2 separate regions of the Mus musculus genome follow, and region 2 is linked to region 1. A link is a contact called in public HiChIP or PLAC-seq data. All regions are on one chromosome and are shown on one strand. The core of a region is the stretch at or near the end of the contact, and the rest is flanking DNA. Distances in the headings are between cores, read along the strand shown.

What was found. HiChIP or PLAC-seq counts read pairs in DNA pulled down with a chosen protein or histone mark.
Region 2: an H3K27ac HiChIP or PLAC-seq map of embryonic stem cells shows a contact between it and region 1, with 13 read pairs. The contact joins two enhancer-like sites. A contact is called at or near these places in 8 of 484 Hi-C or Micro-C datasets (the G1E-ER4 cell line, cerebellum, cerebral cortex and 5 more) and 4 of 115 datasets of contacts at active chromatin or transcription factors (bone marrow-derived macrophages, embryonic fibroblasts and embryonic stem cells).

The regions. Positions count from the first base shown.
Region 1 is chr8:84,456,654-84,461,338 of GRCm38.p6, forward strand. All of the region lies in intron 1 of Cacna1a (calcium channel, voltage-dependent, P/Q type, alpha 1A subunit), which reads left to right. Among named protein-coding and RNA genes, the nearest start is that of Cacna1a, 44 kb to the left of the region's middle. Within about 2 kb of position 2,753, at least 74 of the 459 cell types and tissues checked have an H3K27ac peak or open chromatin away from gene starts, as enhancers often do. A contact at or near this core is called in bone marrow-derived macrophages, cerebral cortex, embryonic fibroblasts and 1 more, where this site is marked.
Region 2 is chr8:84,499,984-84,505,118 of GRCm38.p6, forward strand. The region is part of intron 3 of Cacna1a (calcium channel, voltage-dependent, P/Q type, alpha 1A subunit); the gene reads left to right. Among named protein-coding and RNA genes, the nearest start is that of Gm32854, 86 kb to the right of the region's middle. Within about 2 kb of position 1,793, at least 126 of the 459 cell types and tissues checked have an H3K27ac peak or open chromatin away from gene starts, as enhancers often do. A contact at or near this core is called in bone marrow-derived macrophages, cerebral cortex, embryonic fibroblasts and 1 more, where this site is marked.

The DNA.
Region 1 (4,685 bases), core at 1,503-4,002:
CCACTTTGGGAAGTGGTTTTTCTTTGGTGGACTGATTCCCAAAAGACAAAGCCCTGAGAGTTCACACAGCCTGCCTTTCCCCTAAGCAGTTCCTCAGTCCTTTTTCAGAGCCTCCTACCAGGATGCTCTGTGGGCCCTACTGGACCTTTTGAGGAAGCTGAGCACTCGCCTGCAGGGTTGTGTGCTCCCTAGACTTCTGGAGTCTGTGGGGGTGGCAGCTTGGCTTCCCAGCCAACTGCCTTCTCTTCTCCCCACTCCTCACCCTCCTGCCTCCCCCTGGCCTCTTCACTGCCGAGGACTCTAGACATGCTGGCATAATGATTTTCTCTCCAGAGTACCCAGGAAGCAGTGTGGCTAACACGGGCATTGCTCAGCACAGCTGTGAGCGGGGTCCCACAGATCAGGCCCAGGGAGTTGGGCTGCGGAGGCTCCTCTTGCACCCTGTTCCCAGCACAACCTTCCATCTCTGCCTCAGGCTCTTCCCCTCTTCTCATGGCAGGAACTCAGAAGCCATCTTTAATCTTGGTACTCGGTGACTATGATTTCAAAGGGTTTTAAAACTGCTTTTTAGATTTTTAAATTTTTTATGTGTATGAGTATTTTGCTTGAATGTATGTGTGGGTGCCATCTGCATGTCTGGTGCCTTTGGAATTCAGAAGAGAAGGTCAAATCCCCTGGAACTGGAGCTGTAGATGGTTGTGAGCTACCATGTGGGTGTTGGGAATTGAACCTGGAGCAAGAGCAGCAAGTGCTGCCAATCACTGACCTACCTCTCCAGCTCCATAGAAGGCTTAAGAAAATGTGTGTTTGCCTCTGTGAGTGTTCATGCGAGTGGAGGCCAGACAACACCCTTGGGGTCATTGTTAGAAACACTGTCCACCTCCTTTTAGACAGGGTCTCTTTCTAACTTGGGGATCACCAATTCAATCAGACTAGCTATGGAGGAGCCCCAGGAATCCACCTATCCCTGTCTTCTCAGCACTGAGATTATAGGTCTGGCTTCTCACATGGGTTCCAGTCATCGAACTCAGGTCCCCATGCTTGTAGAGCAAGTGCTTTAACCAGCGTCATCTCCTCTGGTCCCAGACTGTACACTTAGCATGTCCCCAGTGGATCGGTTTAAAGGGAAGGGGAAGGGGAAGGGGAGGAGCGGGTGCCAAAAGAAGTTGTCTGGCCTCCACTCACATGAACACTCACAGAGGCAAACACACATTTTCTTAAGCCTTCTATGGAGCTGGAGAGGTAGGTCAGTGATTGGCAGCACTTGCTGCTCTTGCTCCAGGTTCAATTCCCAACAACTCCTAGGTCTCCTCCTCCCTCCCTCTGATGAAATACTCGGTGTCTAGCCAAGGCTTTCATAGGGGAGCCGGACAAACCCATGAACAAAGGAGACCAGAGCAAACCCCTGCCTGTGTCATGCCTGTGTCACAGGGGAGACAATGGACAAGAGGATGACAGAAACCATAGCACTGTCTTAAATACAGTGTGTGGGGAAATTAAGCAGAGACAGAATTGAAGGAAGTAACCCTTGAGAGGAACCAAGGGAGGGAGTCCTGTTGGTATCTGCAAAAAGCATCTCGGGAGTATGAACAGCACATGCAGAGGTCCTTAGCTCAGACACGCCTGGGATGCTTGAAAGCTCTGGGGACATCATGGGAAGCAAAGCAAGAGAGAGAGAGAGAGAGAGAGAGAGAGAGAGAGAGAGAGAGAGAGAGAGCACAGTGGTGGCTCCCGGACCACCATGGAGAGGTCCCCAGCTTTTCTTCTAAATGAGATGAGGCCTATTAAGTTCTCGCACACATTATAACCTGCAGTCTTCTGCTTGCCTGCCCCCCATCCCAACAGTACTCCTGCTTCATTAAGGTGTGGGGTTTCTTCTCAGCTCCCTGACCTGAGTGGGGGAATCTAGGACTCTTGAAATCATCGGGACTCTTGAATGTGGAGGTACAAACTGGGAAGAAAATGAGGAGCCCTCCTCCTGAGAAGACTCAGAGCTCCGAGCCCCTGGTTCCACCCACCCTGAAGTGGAGCAGAGGCTTTCTGAACTGTGTCTGCACATAGCCCCAGAAGCTCCAGAGACGACTCCTTCTGACTCAGCAGGTGGATGCAGGGCTCAGACTGCATCCTTAAAGGGCCATGATGCTTTGTGTGACCAGAGCGTGGGGCATGCTAGCACTGACTCTCATGCTTAGGGCCTGCGAAGTGACAATCGGAAGCGCATGCATCTGGGTTTGACAAAAAGAAAATGAAATCGAGTGTCAGGATCTGAGCTGGGGGTGTGGGTCTGTCATTCTGAGAACTCAGGAGGCTGAGGCAGGAGAATTGTAGTTGTAAGGCTTCCCTGAGCTGCAGTGTGACTCAGAGGCCAGCCTGGGTGACTGCGTGAGATCCTGTCTTGAAATAAAAACTAGAAAGAGGGCTGAGGATGTGACTCAGAGGTAGAGCTCTTGCTTAGCATGCATGAGGCACGGGGTTCCATCCCCAGCGCTTTGAAAACTGACAGATAAATGCAGTGAAGTTTCAAAGAAGGAGTGGGAGTCTCGCTGACCCTCTGCCTGCCTGCTAGGAAGGACTGGGGTCTTGCTGACTCTCTGCCTGCCTGCTAGGAAGGACTGGGGTCTCACTGACCCTCTGCCTGCATGCCAGGGCTTCCTTTCAGACCTGGGGAATTCTGGGTTCTGAAGCCTAGGCAATAGGAACCTTGCTGACACAGCAGTACCTAAACGTGGTGCCAGCTGCTGCTAAGGCACTTCCATGGCAGCCATCTGGGGACAGGAAGCCAAGGAATGCCAGCAGGAGATGGTGGCTCTGAGAAGAAGCAGCCACTCAGGCTGGGCGGGCTGGCTGTGTGAGGATGTGAGTCTCATTCAAATCGCCAGCAAGGGCTTGGCCTCCCTTTCTCTGTGTGCAAATATCAGCTCTTGTTTTCCAAGCTGCAGGGTGAGACAGAGGGGAGTCTGCAGCGCTTTGTTCTGGGGCTAGTCACGGGCACTGAGAGGCAAGAAGCCAGTCACTGATGGGCTCTGAGAAGGTTTTGTTATCTTCCTAAATTGCTGTTTGCAGCTGTGCAGTGAAGCTGAAGCAAAACACAGGAAGGGCCTGGCTTTCCCAAGTCACTTCCTCCTACGTTCACTCTCTCTGCCTTCCCACCTGGAAAATGGGTCCAGGCTTAGCTCCTTCCAACCCTCTAAGGGGTAGACTGATAGCACTTCCAGAATACAGTGGCCTGTGATCCCATCATTTGGGAGGCTGAGGCAGGAGGCTCCTGAGTTTGAGGCTACATGTTAAGCCCCCGCCTCAAACAAAACAAAACAAAACAAAAAATCAAGACAAAACAACAACAAAAGTACGATCAAGATCAAAGGGCACTGAGCCAGTTAACTTTTCAAAGGGAAACTTTTCAAAGGCATTCCATACAGTCACAGTGTCTTGCAACTGTGTATCTAGTTCCTACACAGGAAGGCAGTTCTCCCCATGTGGAATGGGAGGGCACACTGCCTCTGGGGACACGCAGTGTTGCCTTTGGTTTTAGAACCACACATGCTACTCCATATCCCACAGTGCCCAGGACAGCACCAACTCAGGCACTGTGTCAGGCTGGGAACCCACTGTCCCTGTACTCAGAGTGCTGTGACTGCATGGCTAACATCACCTGTTCCCTCTTGCCTTCCAGCTCCAAGGTTTCTAGCTCCATTCACAACGCGACGGACTAGGGTTGCCTCTGAGAGACTGAGCCAGAGAACAGGGTGTGATTTTGCTGTGAACTAGTCTGTGTGTCAAGCCCTCATGTAGGAGCAGCATGTGTCCTCCCAAGTGCTGAGGCCCCATGCGGCCCAGCAGACAGTTCCTGGGGTGAAGGAGAGAGACTGAGGAGACAGATACTGTCAGATCACCTCCTGAGATGCCTGCTCTAAAGCCACCACTAGGTTAAAAAGATTTATTCTAGTTATGAGGCTCAGCCTTTTATACTTTTCATCTCTGGCCGGTTGGATTCGTGGATGCTAGCATAAGCATGCCCTCCACACCATCTAGTGTGCTCTGGGTGCTGAGTTCACCATCTACTGCATCTAGTTCACCATCTAGTGTGCTCTGGGTGCTGAGCTCATTTCGCTTACTGGCTTCTCTGTGAGTCCAGAAACTTTGCTGTCTTCTGCCCTTGGCTCTGTCTGCAGTAGTGGGGAATGCGGGGAATGCTGGGGTGTCTCTCAGCCAATGCAGAGCTCCTGCATTTGTAGTCATGGCTCTGCAGGGGTGGAAAGAATGCAAGGAATGAGTGAAGGCTGGGGCTTGGCATGCTGTGGCCACTGTGCTGTGTGCACAAGATTGGGCCTGTAAACACCATGCCATGGAAGAAAGAGGGGTCACAAGGCTTTGTCCTTCTATGAGGACAAAGTGTGGCAAGTGTGGCAACATCTTTCTCCAGGGGTGTTGTCACTGATGAAGTACCTGTGCTTCTGTGGGCAACCTTAAACTCACTGAGGAAGGGAGGGAGGGAGGCAGAAAGGGAGGGAAAAGAAATCAGAAGAAGGACAAGGGGACTGGGTTAGAAAGGGACACAGAGAGGAGGAGACAAGAAAGGGGAAGGGGCTTGAATATGACCCACACGTGTAGCTAGTACATGCTAATAGAAACTTTTTAAAAAAGTCATTGGTGTAGGCCTGCGAGAGGTAGGGGTGTCCTCCAGC
Region 2 (5,135 bases), core at 543-3,042, 42 kb after region 1:
CTATGTCATGATGCACATGGTACACATGCAGTCAGAGTATGCTTTGTCTCTGTCAGTCTCCTCTTTCTACCATGTGGGTTCCTTCCAGGGATGGAACTCAGGTCATCAGATTTGGCAGCAGGCACCTTCACCCACTGAGCCATGCCCCTAGTCCCTCAGAAATCACCTTCCGCCGGGCGTGGTGGTGCACTCCTTTAATCCCAGCACTCGGGAGGCAGAGGCAGGCAGATTTCTGAGTTCGAAGCCAGCCTGGTCTACAAAGTGAGTTCCAGGACAGCCAGGGCTATACAGAGAAACCCTGTCTCAAAAAACAAACAAAAAAAAAAAGAAGAAGAGGAAGAAGAAGAAAGAGAGAGAGAGAGAGAGAGACAGAGAGAGAGAGAGAGAGAAAGAAAAAGAAAGAAAGAAAGAAAGAAAGAAAGAAAGAAAGAAAGAAAGAAAGAAAGAAAGAAAGAAAGAAAAGAAATCACCTTCTAAAATGTGATTGGTGATGGGTACGATGAGGTGAAGTGGGGTGTGGCTCCACACAGCCATGCAGGGTCCCTCGGATGGAGGCTGCACCTCCTCCAAAATGTGGCTTGAAGCTTGGGACTAAGAACTGCATTCATCAGGCAGGAGGGGAGAAGAGAGAACTTAGTGGTGGTTGTGGGCAGGGGCAGGCTCCTGTGGGTCCAGCTGTACCACAGACGTGGGGTTCCTTTCCATCCCCCTGCAGCAGGGAGTGCCAGGCTGCCACTGTGTCTTCGCTTGAGCCCTTTGTGTGCACGGGCTCCACCTCTGCCACTTCAACCAGCAGAAGTGAAAAATGTCACAAGGGAAAAGCCCAGCTCCAGCCCAGCAAGATGGCTCAGTGGGTTAAGGTGCTTGCTGCTAAACCTAATGACCTGAGTTCACTTCTGGGATATAAATGGTAGGAAGAGAGAATCAACTCCTGCAAGGTGTCCTGATGTGTGTATGTGCACATGCACATGCGCATACACACACACACACACACACACACACACACACACACACACACACACACACACACACTTAATGCATGTCTTGAGTATGTGGTCGTCTGAGACTCAGCTCTCAGTAGGGTATGTCTTTCTACCTTCCCAGGGACAGGGTGAAGCAGGACCTATTGGACTGTTGTCCCTCTGCACTGGCTGTTGACGGGTACCATGTGTGTCCACCCCCAACCCCCATTCCTGTTTACTTTTTACCTTAAAACAGAATTTTACTAAGTCATCCGAGGTTGGCCTTGAACTTTGCTCAGTCAGCCTTTGAATTTGTGATCCTCCTGCCTCCAATTCTCAAGTAGGAGTAGCTCAGACTATAGGCCTGTACCACCAGTCCCAGCTTGGGTACCGTGTCATGAAGCCCCACCCCCACCCCCACCCCCGAGATCAGCACTTCCGGAATATTCTTCCCACCTAGTGGTGGTCACTTCCTGTTGCTCGCTACAGAACAGGGCTATCACACAGAAATCTAAAGAGACTAATGGGCTTTGGGGATGGTATGGAGTAGGGAGATGAGAGTTGACATCTGCTTCTTAGGGGTGCCTTAATAAAGAGCCTGCCATCCTTGAAGTGGGCAAGACCCAAAGTGCCAAAGCTCCTCGGAAAAGCTGGGCAGACATGAGAATCGCTGTGCTCAGCACAGGGCTGGCTAACAGACCTTGAGGGAGGGGCTAGGAAACTATTTTTTGCTAACCCAAGAACTAAAGCAGCTCTCGCTGACGACGCTTCTCAGGCAGAGCCGCACACCTCTCTCCCTTCTCTTCCCCATTTTCTGATCTGTACTTTGCTGACTCATGCCTTAGAGCTGGAAGGAGGGGGAGCCAGACTGGCTCATTGACCTTTTTTCCCCCTCTCTTTAGTGACTCAGCTGTGATTCACATTTTAATTAATGTGTGGTGGGGGTGGGGCCTGCAGGGACCAGGGACAGTCTATCCAGTTGCACCTTACCCCGGTTCGGGTACAAGAATCAGACCTGAAAGAAGTGGGTGGCCCGAATGTACTATGAATCCCTCCTGATTCTGGGCCCCCACTGGGACGCCAAGATCCAGGGCAAGTGAATCTCTACGCAGAGCTGCAGTTTGGAAAGTTAGTCTGAGGTCAGGATGGAACCAGGCCGGAGCTCTCCTGGGACAGCTAAGGATCATGGGAATGTGCTGTCATTTCCTGGGCTGCTTTTTGGCTAGCAGCTGGGGTCCTCATCTGGCCTCCTTCCTCTGGGCTGGAAACTTGTCAGAGCCAATCACAGGCAGCTTTACTCAGAAAAAGAGAATGATAACAGCCAATCACAGTCAGCTTTGCTCAGAGAATGAGAAAAGTCCCATTTGGCCGCTCCCTGGGTCTGATCAGCACTTTTCCTGAACAATCAAGTGTAAGCCTCACTCCTTATACCAGGAGGAATACTTTTTATATCCTTCTCCATCCTCCTGAGAAGGAAACTGAGGCTGGGTTTCCAGTGGGGACAATTGAGAAAAAATAGGGACGGAAGGAGCTGGGGATGGCTCAGTTGATAAAGTGCTTGCTGGGTAAACATAAAGACCTGCGTTCCATCCTGTTCGTGTGCAAGTGACCGTGTGTGTGTGTGTGTGTGTGTGTGTGCACACGCGCGCGTGTGCGCTTCTGGCTCTCTCTGTCTGCCAACACACACAGGTCTTGGAGGTCAAAGGATAGCTTGGGTCCTCAGGCCTGGCACCTTTTCCCACAGAGCCCATCTTTTTTACTGGATGGGTAATGTTCCACTGTACACAGGAAACACAGTTCCATGAGGTGTATTCTAGATTTGCTGCAGTTTTCTTCATACTGAGGTAGGACCCAGGCTCTTTTGTCCTTTTGGCTCTGCGCCCTCAGCCCACAGCGCCATCTCCCTGTCCCTCTGTAGTCATCTACAAGCAAGAGGAAAAGCGTCCAAAAGCACTGAGAAGTGTTTCTGTCCTGGACAGAAAGCAGTCCACAGCATATCCCACCCCAAACTGCCAGCACTTCCAGCTCAGCATCCAGGAGACGGGGAAAGACCCAGCCTCTGCCAGGCCCTCCCTGGGGCACCCACTTCACACCCTAACCTCTGGTCAGGGGCAGCTGGATTCTCTTGTTCCCCACAGAAAATGAGGCAGTCTGAAGCAAAGCTCAGTTTACTGAGGAAAAGGTTTTTAAATGTTTACATTTATTTATTGTGCACATGTATATACACGTGTGTGTGTGTGTGTGTGTGTGTGTGTGTGCATCCATTTATACTTGTGTGTGGAGGTCAGAGGACATATTGTGGGAGCTGGTTCTCCCTTTCTACTGTATGGGGCCCTGGGGATTGAGCTCAGGACACCAGGCTGGGCAGTGGGGACAGTCACCTGCTGAGCCGTCATGCCAGCCTCAGCATTGTCTTGGTACAGACATCCATGCACACTTATGAAAGAAAGGACAGTTGTACACCTGGGAGTATTTTGGTGGCCTTTGAAGTTACATTGCTAAAAGGCTTTGAAATATCTTAGTGTTCTGTTTGCATCTAAGGAACTTATCTAGAGTGAGGTGGTTTATGAGGGGCCCTGGCTAAGACCACTTGCTGAGGTAAGATTGTACATCAAAGGGTATCCAAGGACTCTGTCTTAGTCAGGATTCTCCAGAGGAACAGAACTTATAGACTTAGAAAATGGAGAGAGAGGGGGGAGGAGGGATTTATTAAAATGGCTTACACAATGTGGTTCAGCTAATCAGCAATGGCTAGCTATGAACTGAAGGTTCGAGAACCCAGTAGTTGTTCATTCCACTAGGCTGGATGTCTCAGCCAGTCGTCCGTATACACTGGAACACTGAAGAAGTAGAATCTAATGCCAGAGAAGTGATGGACTTACTAGCAAGGCGAGAGAATGCAGGCAAAGAGCAGGTTTCCGTCTTCTATGCCCTGTGTATAGGCTGCCAGCAGAAGATGTGGCCCAGATTAGAGGTGACTCTTCCTACCTCACATGACCTGGATTATATGTGTGTCTTCCCACGTGAAAGATCTGAATTAGAAGTGGGTCTTCCCACTTCAAATGATTCAGTGAAGAGAAAAAAAATTCTCACAGGGGCGTCCAACACTTTGGGGTTTTAGTTCATCCCAGATATAGTCAAGTTGACAACCAAGAATAGCCATGGCAGACTCCCTTCTGCCCACAGGTCAAAGAACATGTTTTTCCTTGACTGGGACAGGGCTCTCAAAAGTATATATATATATATATATATATATTTTTTTTTTTTGAATTCTATGAGTGCATGTGTTTAGAAATGTGTGTGAGTGCAGGTGCCTGTGGAGGCCAGAAGAGAGCGTCAGATCCTCAGGGGCAGGAGTTACAGGTGATCGTGAGCTGATCTGTGGGTGCTGGGAACCCAGCACAGGTCCTCAGCCGAGCTATGAGCACTGTTAGCTGCTAAGCCATCTTTCCAAACCCTGAACATGTTGTTTAATCCTCTAGTGAGATGCGAAAAGAGTTACGGTAACTCAGATGTACTTTAACTGAGCAGGGGCTCCTGTTACTCTGATATCCTTACTTGAAATGACTCTTGAAAAGGAGAAACTGGGGATAGGTCCCTTGGGAAATGCGTGTGAGGGCCTGGGTTCAATCCCCAGCATCACTTAAAGAACCTGGAATTTCAGAGAGCATCTCTACCCCCGCGCTGGGAAAGCTTGCCGGCTAGCTAGTCTCGCCCGTCAGTGGGTGCCAGTGTGAGTGAAGGTCTCGAGCTTGGCCTCAGGCTCCTTTCTCCTCTGAGCCACCCTGCCTGCCTCAGTGCATCATTAACTCCCAGGGACCGCAAGCAGGTTCTGGAGTGAGAGGCCCCTCCCTGTCTCAGGCCATGTCACCTCCTTATATTCCCTATCAGATCATTTTAAAGAAACATAATTTTCTACCTCCTCCTCCTCTGTGTTTGGTGCCTTCTGCCTAAAAATCTGCTCTTGGCTGAATAGCTGTACCCTTAGGGAACTGCGGAGCCAGCCCTGATTCCCAGTGCTGTAAGCCCTGGAGGACTTTGGCAGATAGCAACAAGAAACAGACAAGGCTATCGAGGTCTCTGGAGGGAAATCAGTCCTCTATCCTGGAGACTCGGGGAAGGCCCAACCCTGCAGAAGGGACTGAGGTCAGGAAGGGAATAGGGAAGCATTGC